Regions from separate parts of the Sus scrofa genome. Here region 2 is linked to region 1. A link is a contact called in public Hi-C data. All regions are on one chromosome and are shown on one strand. The core of a region is the stretch at or near the end of the contact, and the rest is flanking DNA. Distances in the headings are between cores, read along the strand shown.

Evidence for each region. A called contact is a pair of places that touch in the nucleus more often than the background predicts.
Region 2: a Hi-C map of skeletal muscle shows a contact between it and region 1, with 6 times the contacts expected there. The contact joins the promoter of HMGCR here to the promoter of GFM2 in region 1. A contact is called at or near these places in 2 of 47 Hi-C or Micro-C datasets (embryonic fibroblasts and skeletal muscle).

What each region holds. Positions count from the first base shown.
Region 1 is chr2:83,841,841-83,846,288 of Sscrofa11.1, reverse strand. GFM2 (ribosome-releasing factor 2, mitochondrial) reads left to right here and starts at 2,457. Exons shown (of 22, transcript XR_001307056.2): 1 at 2,457-2,632. It overlaps NSA2 (ribosome biogenesis protein NSA2 homolog), which reads right to left and starts at 2,396. Exons shown (of 6, transcript XM_003123703.4): 1 at 2,209-2,396; 2 at 446-633; 3 at 203-353. The coding sequence starts at 2,211.
Region 2 is chr2:84,377,699-84,382,146 of Sscrofa11.1, reverse strand. HMGCR (3-hydroxy-3-methylglutaryl-CoA reductase) reads right to left here and starts at 1,902. Exons shown (of 20, transcript NM_001122988.1): 1 at 1,825-1,902.

The DNA of each region.
Region 1 (4,448 bases), core at 1,208-3,707:
GATGAGAAAGCACTTCTTTAAATTATGTAAACATTTTATTAAAAATAAAATTTACAAAGGCTTCAACATCTAAATAATACAAAGAGTTGGACTTCAATTTTCCATTTAACTGAAGAAACAAACCAAGAACCTCAAATTTGAATTTAAATGATTCTCCTGAACAAGAACAACAAAAACAAAGACTTCAATTTTTATGGCTTACCGCTTTCTCTTTTCGTTTTTGTTTAATCATATTAGAAAGTACTTTAGCCCGAGACTGTCCCTCTCTGTCCAGTAGATATGCAGGTACTGCGCCTTGTGGAGTCTTTTCATCATTCTTCTGTTTGGTGTTTCTCTTTTCATGCATCTTAATACTACCAAGAAAGAAAAAGATTCAAGATTATCAGTTTTAATAACTATTACTCAAGAGACATTAACTTGGTACAACAAATAAATGATCACTTACGTCTTTTTCATTTGTATTTTCTCAGCATGGCGCTGTTTATGGTAGAGCTTAGCTTTCAGACCAATCATCTTTTTTGCCTTCTTTGAACGTTCATGGGCCTCTCGACCTTCCTTCTTCCTCTTTTTCTCATGGTAATCCAAACGATATCCATAGCGCTTACGGTGTAACTCAATATATTCATTTTGTGGCTATAATGATGAAAGAAGTGTTACTTTTTAAAAAAATTAATGACAATTATTCTAAAATATTTTCTCTTGAACAGCATAAGAAGTATAGAAAGTCCTATGGCATCCACTGTTCACTTGATTAAATTAATCTATTAATCCAATTCGCATGATGTAGGTTACATAAATTTTGATCCTGGATAACATGACACATCAGGATTAACATCTGTAATAATCTCAGTGGAAGTTACTGTGAAGGGAACTGTCTGAAATCCAATGGACCACAAATGGGACGATCTGATGCCAGAATCTCTCTTTTCTGAACATCAGTAACCTGGCTTTTCAATACCATCATTATTTGTATACTTTATTTGAAAATCTAAAATGTTATTCAGGTTTACTGAAGCATAATTTACATACATACAATGAAATGTGCCCTTCTGAGGTGTAGGTATAGAGTTATATAAGTTTTGACAAGCTGTACAGCTCTGTATTACCACAATCAAGATTAAAAATATTTCCAACACTCCTAAAATTTCCCTTGTCACTTTGAAATCAGTCCTCTTTTCCCACCTCCAACCTGATACCTATTGTTCTAGTTTTCCTTTTTCCAGAATGAAATGTAAATGGAATCTACAGTACAGACTTTTGCATCTAGTTTCTTTCACTTACCCCAAGGCTTGTCAGATTCCCTCAGGTTGTTGCACGTATCCTATTTCAACCCCTGTTACTGACAAGCAATCATTGGAGGATATACCACCATTTGTTTATTCATTTGTCAACCGATGGATACTTTGGCTGTTCTCAGTTTATAGTGAATAAATATTTGCACATAAGTCTTTCTGCAGACCTATGCTGAACTGTTTTCAAGGTGGCTGTATTATTGCTACGTTTCATTAGCAATGTATGGGATCCCTTTTTGCTTTTTAAGTGCATTTTTAATTTCACATGCCAATTTTGTTTTATTTTAAACACACCACCAGAGTCCATTTGTATTTTAAGACTAAAAAATAAAAGGTGTATACCCGACTCCAGCACGGAGAGTAAGTAACAATCAACAAAGTACTACGTTATCAGGTGTGGTGTTTTCAATATCATCGCTATTTGTACATTTTTACTTCTGTCACATAAACTTCGCAGCAACCGTGAAAAAGGTATGTGGAATGCCATTTTGTAGAGAAAAACATTAAACACAGAGCAGAAACAAAGTCTCTGGCAGTCTGTTGCGGCCTGTAAACCTGGCTCTGCAATTCATTAGCTGCTAGAGCTGAAGAGTGATGCGCGATTAAAGCCCGATTAAAGTGATTCCTATAGAGGAATCACAAGTCTCTGGCACTGATGGCCACACAACTTTGGGCGAAGCCAGGAATTTAACACAGTGAAACCTGTCAGGCTCCACAGCTCGTTCTCTGGTAAAAATTCTACTCTGTCCCAAAAGTGAAGTTTTCGCTGCACAGAGCGCACCTCAAAGTCCACCCTCATTCCTTCAGCAGCACCTCACTTCCGCCTACCACCCCTCACCGCCAGCCCGAGCCCCTGGGCCCCGCCACCTCTGAGGCTCTAGGACAAGAGTGCGAGTGCCGGAGGCGACCTCCTCACCATGGTGACGGCCGCCGAGCCACCCGGCGGAGCAGCGGGGACGAGAAGAAACTCTTAATTTTCGGATCTCAGAGATTCACCAGCCGACTCCACGCCGGCCGCGACAGGAAAGGGTCGCTTCTAGAACGACCGACCTCACAGAAAGCACAAAGCAGCCGTTCCGAGCCGTCGTTCTTCAGTTTCAGCTCGAAGGGCGGAAGTTGCTGGCCGGCGGCATTTGGGAGAGGTACCGCCGGAAGTGGTGAAGTGCCACGCCTGTGGAGGCGGAGCAAAAAAGGTTGAGGTTCCATTCACCGGTATTCCGGCGTTCAGGCAGGTAGGAGATAGTGACGTGAGGCCTTTGCAGGCGTGAGTGCCACCGGCACCTCTGCTCTCACCAGCCCGGCGGGGAAAGGCGGAAATACGGAATGCGACCGAATGCCAGGTGCGTACCGGGCCGCTTATTGCTACTCCAGCGTGCCTAGGACTATGCCCCACAGTGGCCACCGGCGACCTTCTAGGATGCTATAGCCAGGAAAATATGAGGACAGCAAGGTCTCGCCCTTATCACTCCCCAGCCCTGTGTCCGCCCACGTGTAGGCTTTTCTCTCTTTTAAGCGAGAGCGACTGATCTTTGCTCCTGTCGGCGTGTGTAATGTGTTCATGATTGAGAAGAATGACGAGGAATGAAAACTTATTGTAGAGGAAAGTAAAATTACTGGGTCTCTACTGTCAGAAAAGACAACGTCCTGTTTTCGGGGACTAATTTCTGAAATCCTGAGGACTTTTGGTGCACAGGACGATGTTGAGTGGATTTGTTTTAAGAAGATCCCTTCTTTTGGGGAGCTGATGGTAGTGGAGAAAACTTGGAAATGTATTTGGCATGAGTAAATATAAGTTCCAAGTGTTATGAAGCACAGAGAAGGAAGTAAATTTGTAGGAAATTAGCAAAGTCTTCTAAGCTGGGCCTTGAAGATCAAATAGAAATTTACCAGGTGTGTGGCATTGTCAATTCCAGGACTGCTTTCAGGCAGTGGTGTCAAGATGTCAGAGCATGGTGTATCTGGGGAATTTTGGTGGGAGTTGCTGGTATAAGGTAGGGTACAAGGCTGTGAAGGTAGTTTGGATCAGATTTGTTATATTAAGAAACTTTACAAGAGTTCCCCCTGTGGTGCAGTGGGTTAGGGACTTGACTGCAGTGTGGGGTGGCCCTCTGAGGCTACGGTTTTATTCTCAGCCAGTCATGTCACTGAGCATGTCCCTGTGGGGCTCCTGGGCACAAAAGCCTTTCTCTATCCCCCCTTTCTTGTTTTTAGGAAATGGGCCTCATTCAGCCTCCCCTGATTCTCCCTAAGTTCCAAGGGACAGGTTCAGACAGTTGATCATCAGGGAAGGAAAGGGATACAAAGACAAGGGAGGAGCAATCAAGAAACATTAGCCTTGGGGCAGGATCCTGGTTCCCTCTCAAGGGATACACATAATTATATAGGGATCTTATATACCGAAGAGAAAAGTTATATTCCTTCCGCTTTTTTTTAGAAGTGAATACTTTAAAATTGAACAGCTTAAAGTCCTTCCTTGTCCTTCTCACTGGCTTGATTGCATTCTGAACACAGTCACCTGTAAGCTAAAGATTAGGCACCCTGAGCACAGTTGCCTGTGGGTTAAAAATCATTAGCACATGGTGTTTTTTTGGAACTTTTCCAGTTTTAATCTCTGATCAATAGTGCCTTAAAATTTTTTTTGATTGTACTTGATTTACAATGTAAATATGCCCTTTTTGCAAATACTGTTATTTTAGGCAATAACCCAGAAGACCACCATCATGAGCCCCTGATGTCAGCTTTGATTCCCTCAAAGAAAGAAAGAATTCATGTCTGCCCCAATCCTGATTCCTATATGAAAACCTGTTTTTCTCCTTTTTACTATAAAACTCCCCCAAATTCTTCCTAACGGGGGGGGGGGGCACAGTCTTTAGGGCATTAGCCTGCTGTTACCCTCCTTCGCTTGGCAAAGCAATAAAGCTGGGTTTTTTTTTTTTTTTCCCTCCTTCACCCACAATCCTAACTCCACGTTTCTATTCGGCAGTGGCAGACAAAGGCCGAGTTTGGCAGCAGTCACAGTGGGTCGAAAGGGTCCAGTGTTGACGCAGCTGCCGCATAGGTCTTAGCAGGGGGCTTGGAGTCAATTTCTGGGTGCAGCCAAAAACAAACAAAAAAGCTTTACAGGTTTTTAAGTGGGGAGTTGATGAGATGAGGTTA
Region 2 (4,448 bases), core at 653-3,152, 540 kb before region 1:
GCTAGGAAAACCACCTACTATGGCCAAATGCAGAAAAGGATGCCTTGGCATCCCACTCTAATTCATTCCCCCCACTCAGCACTCATTCCAGTGTTTGATTATACACTACCTTACATTGTCCTCAATTAATTGCTGTGTATGTTTTGTCTCTCTGAAGGCAAGAACCATGTCTTATACTGAGTCATTTTAAATTTCAACAGGATCTAGAATTCTCCTGTTCAACCTAGTATCCTAGGGGAAATAAATTCTCTCAGTGGAATCAGGAAACCGGAATCTACACCCAGTTTTATGACATGGAACCTCTTTGTGAGTAAGTCATATTTTTTTCTATGCACTTAAAAAGCTAGTGCTCCAGAGTTCTTTGACGAAGAAGTATTAAGTGAGCCATATGAAACTGCTATTTTTGCAGGGGGAAAATGGACACATTTCAAACATCAGGAATTTCATATGGTCAACCTAATCAGATACTGATCTAAGTGGTTATTGCTCCATGATATAGATCACGCAAGAATAAAAAGAACACATGCATACATGTGCACATGCGCACACTATCTTGAAATGCTCATGCCACCTCAACAGTTTTCACATGTTAATGATGTAATCTTTGCACATTTTTTAGTTTTCATATTACTAACTCCCATTTTTCTTTACTGCCAAGTTTATCACTAAATGGAAAGACACTACCACAAAGGAGGCCCTCAAAATCCAGTCTATCCCCAAAGTACACTCTGGGCCTTTGCTAGATTACCTCTAAATCATAAAATGTCTTTCACTGCACAGAGAGAAAAATAAATTCACGAGCAAACAAAAAATACATTCTCTACACTGCGGGATCTGAAATTATACAGAATTTATTTAGAATGGCCTGGAAATTAATGTTTCCCATGACTTCTCAGGACCAAGTCTAAGAAAGCATGTCCTCAAATCCGAAAAATCTCAAACGACCATTTAAGATGGAGTACATCAACCTCTTCCTACTGCAAAAATTGTCTGTTCTATTTTTGAACCTCCAAGGTATGTTTATCCTATTCAAAACCAAATATTTCCGGAAAACCTACTAGGTTTGGACTCAAGGAAATCAGCACCAAGGAGACTCTGCCCCTTAAAAAAAAAAAAAAAAAAAATCCTTTAGGATCCTTTGGTTGAGTCTCTACATTGGGCTCTGCATCCTCTCAATCCGTTTCTCCTGGAAATAACCGGGTGCATGTATGCAGATCTAAGGTTCTTTCAGACTCTGAGCTAGTCAGCATCATTTACGGGAAAAAAAGGTGCTGACGAACGGCAGCGCCAGGGCGTGAGCCTGGTGTGAACAGCACAGCCTGGGCGTGAACGCCCACACCTGACGGACAAGTCCTTTCCCCGAGATGCGGGCTCGGTTGTCCCGCAGCCCCCAGTATTTCTCGAATCTAGGGAATTCCGAGGTCACCCTGCCTGGCACTCTTTCCGCCTGGCGATCGTGACCCAGCGGCCAGCACCGCCGACTTCGGACAGAGCCGACTAACCCGGCCACACCCCGCCGGTCTACCGATGGTGACGGCAGCCCCTCGGAGACCTGCCCGCCTCACCCCCTCCGGCCCAGCCTGGCCAACGGGCTCCCCGGCATCGGTGCCGGCCGCGGCTCGGCCAGCTGCGCCTCAAGGACGTCTCCTCGCAGTCCCCGCGGGGCCGGGCTCCACTCCGGGCAAACCCACCAGCACAGTTCCCCCCGGGTCTGCAGGAGGTGCCGGCTTCCCCTTCCCAGGGCTGGACGGAGCTCGAAAACCTCCACCAACACGACCCTAATCAGCTCTCACCTACCGCCGCCCCGGCCACCGCCCTCCTCACCTCCTGGTTTCACTAGAGGACACAGACCCGGGAAGCCGGCGCTCCGCCCGTCTCCAGTCAACGGAGACGCGGAGCGGAAGGAACCTTCGTTGTACGCACGCTCGGAACCGGGCGAGTCTGCGACCAATAAAGAAGGATCGTCCGATCGTCTAGCCAATCATCTGGGGGTTGCTCGGCCTGACGGCGCTACGTCACGAACGGTCGCCTTAACAACCGCCCATAGCTCTCACCAGTGCAGAGAACTTGTACCGCACCATCTCTCACCACGGCTCGGCCAACCAATAGCCAGTCGAGTCCCAGCACCAGGGTCTGCCTATTGGTCAAAGAGACGTGGGGGCGCACGCATGGAAGCTGTCTAGGCGAAGACGATAGGGGATCTGGCTGGTGGAGTGTCCTACAGCCCAGGACCTGACCTGCGGTCACCCCGCCTGTGAAAGTACTATGGGAAGCAGTAGTAGCGAGCAGAATTGGAGCGTGCAGATAAACGCAGGGTCAGGTCAAGGATAGAAAACTCAATTACTCAGTGGAGAGTGGTGGAGGGAAGTGAAGGTGGCTCTGAAAAACGGTGTAATAAAAAAGGGAAGGTGGCAGAGAAGTTTAACCCAAATCTCAAGCAGACCCATATCTGAAATCTAAACCAACATTTTACTGTGACTTACCTGTTACTATAAATAGTGTAAATGGCTCCAGTCTTGAGGTCTCTGTCTCATTTCCTCCCATCTCCTTCTCTCCTTTTCTCCCTCTCTCCCTCCAGTGCAAGGCACTGGTTACAGATTTGAAATGTGCCTTCTTTGTCTTGTCTGCTTTCCCCTTGCCCCCTCCCTGCTGCAAGCCTTTATTATATCTTGCCTGAAATAATGCAACAGCCTCTCCTAACTGGTCTCTCCACTCTTAAGTGCTTCCACCTTCCAATCCTATTGTTCTGTAGATCTGCCACCAAACCATGGAGAGTTGCTCACAGTCTACTGGTTTAAAGAATCTGGGAACCCCAGTATGGCCCCACCCCATATTTCTTGTGTGTCTCTCACTGTGTCAACCTGAGTAACTGACCTTTTTTCAGTACATTCAGTACCTTTTTACCTCCCTCTTTATGTTCTCTTTGTTTGACGTAGATATGCCTGCACATTTTAATTGTTGAAATCCTAACTCCTTCAAGGACCATTTCATATGTCACCGCTTTTCCTGATTCCATCAGATACATATCATTCTCCCTACTGTAACCACCATTAACATGTCCATATTCTGTGACTTGTCTTAATAACTTTTTATGTGGAAATTTCTTAAGAGCAGGAACTGCAGTCCACTGAAACTTGAAACAGTCCCTGATACATATTATATACACTCAGTAGGAGTTTTAATAAACTTATCTTACTAAAATCTCATAATCCCTAGGAAATAGATAATATTTCCATTTATAAGGAAAAAGAGTTTGTTAAGCAACTTGCTGTAGATCACATAGGATAATAGTTGAGGAACTTGGGATTTGAACCCAAATCTAAAGCTTATACTGGTTCCACTATCTTTCACTGCTTTGGTATGGGATCTTTATTCATAGCTCTTTACCAGATACTTTCAGCTGTTTTCTTTTTTTTTCTTTTGTCTTTTTATAGCTGCAACTGCAGCATATGGTGGTTCCCAGGCTAGGGGTCCACTTGGAACTGTAGCCACTGGCCTATGCCACAGCCACCACAATGCCAGATCTGAGCCGAGTCTACAACCAACGCCATAGTTCACACAACACTCGATCCTTAACTGACTGAGAGAGCCCAGGGATTGAACCTTCGTCCTCATGGATACTAGTCAGATTTGCTTCTGCTGAGCTTCAATGGAAACTCCTACCAAATACTTTTGGTATGCCCATTATGTGCTTTGGTTGGCACTAGAAATATAGGAGCAGACATGGAAACTGCCTTTATGAACCTTATACCCCTTTGTAGAGTTGGATGATTGTTAAATATTTGTTGAATTAATTAGAGTGGAAGGAAAGAGTTTTCCCAGTGAAGAAGACTAAGGGAAACTAACCAAAGATTGCAGTATCCTATTAAGAGTCTTATCAAAAGGAAGAAGAAGAAAAAGATCTGTAACTACCAAGGGCCTAGAAACTTTGTCATACTTTCAATATCTCTAGAAGCCAAAAGGGCCAGGTATCTCAGAATTATAAGTTATAACTTATACAAATGCTTACTATAAATTCAAATAAGGTTTATGAAGGTGTTTCAACAAAAGTCTTTAGATCAAGATTAGAAAATTTCGTCCCCAAACTCTGCTTCATTAAGAGCTCCAATGAGATTGTGAGTCCAAAAGCAAGCAATAAACAGTCTTTAATTGTCTAGCTGTATGTTCTTTTTTTTTCATCTTTTGCCTTTCTAGGGCAGCACCTGCGGCATATGGAGGTTTCCAGGCTAGGGGACTAATCGGAGCTGTAGCTGCCGGCCTACACTACCACCACAGCAACACAGGATCCATGCCGCACCTGCAAACTACACCACAGCTCAGGGCAACACCAGATCCTTAACCCATTGAGCAAGGCCAGGGATCGAACCCTCATCCTCATGGATACTAGTCAGATTCATTAACCACTGAGCCATGATGGGAACTCCTAGTTGTATGTTCTATATGGTCCT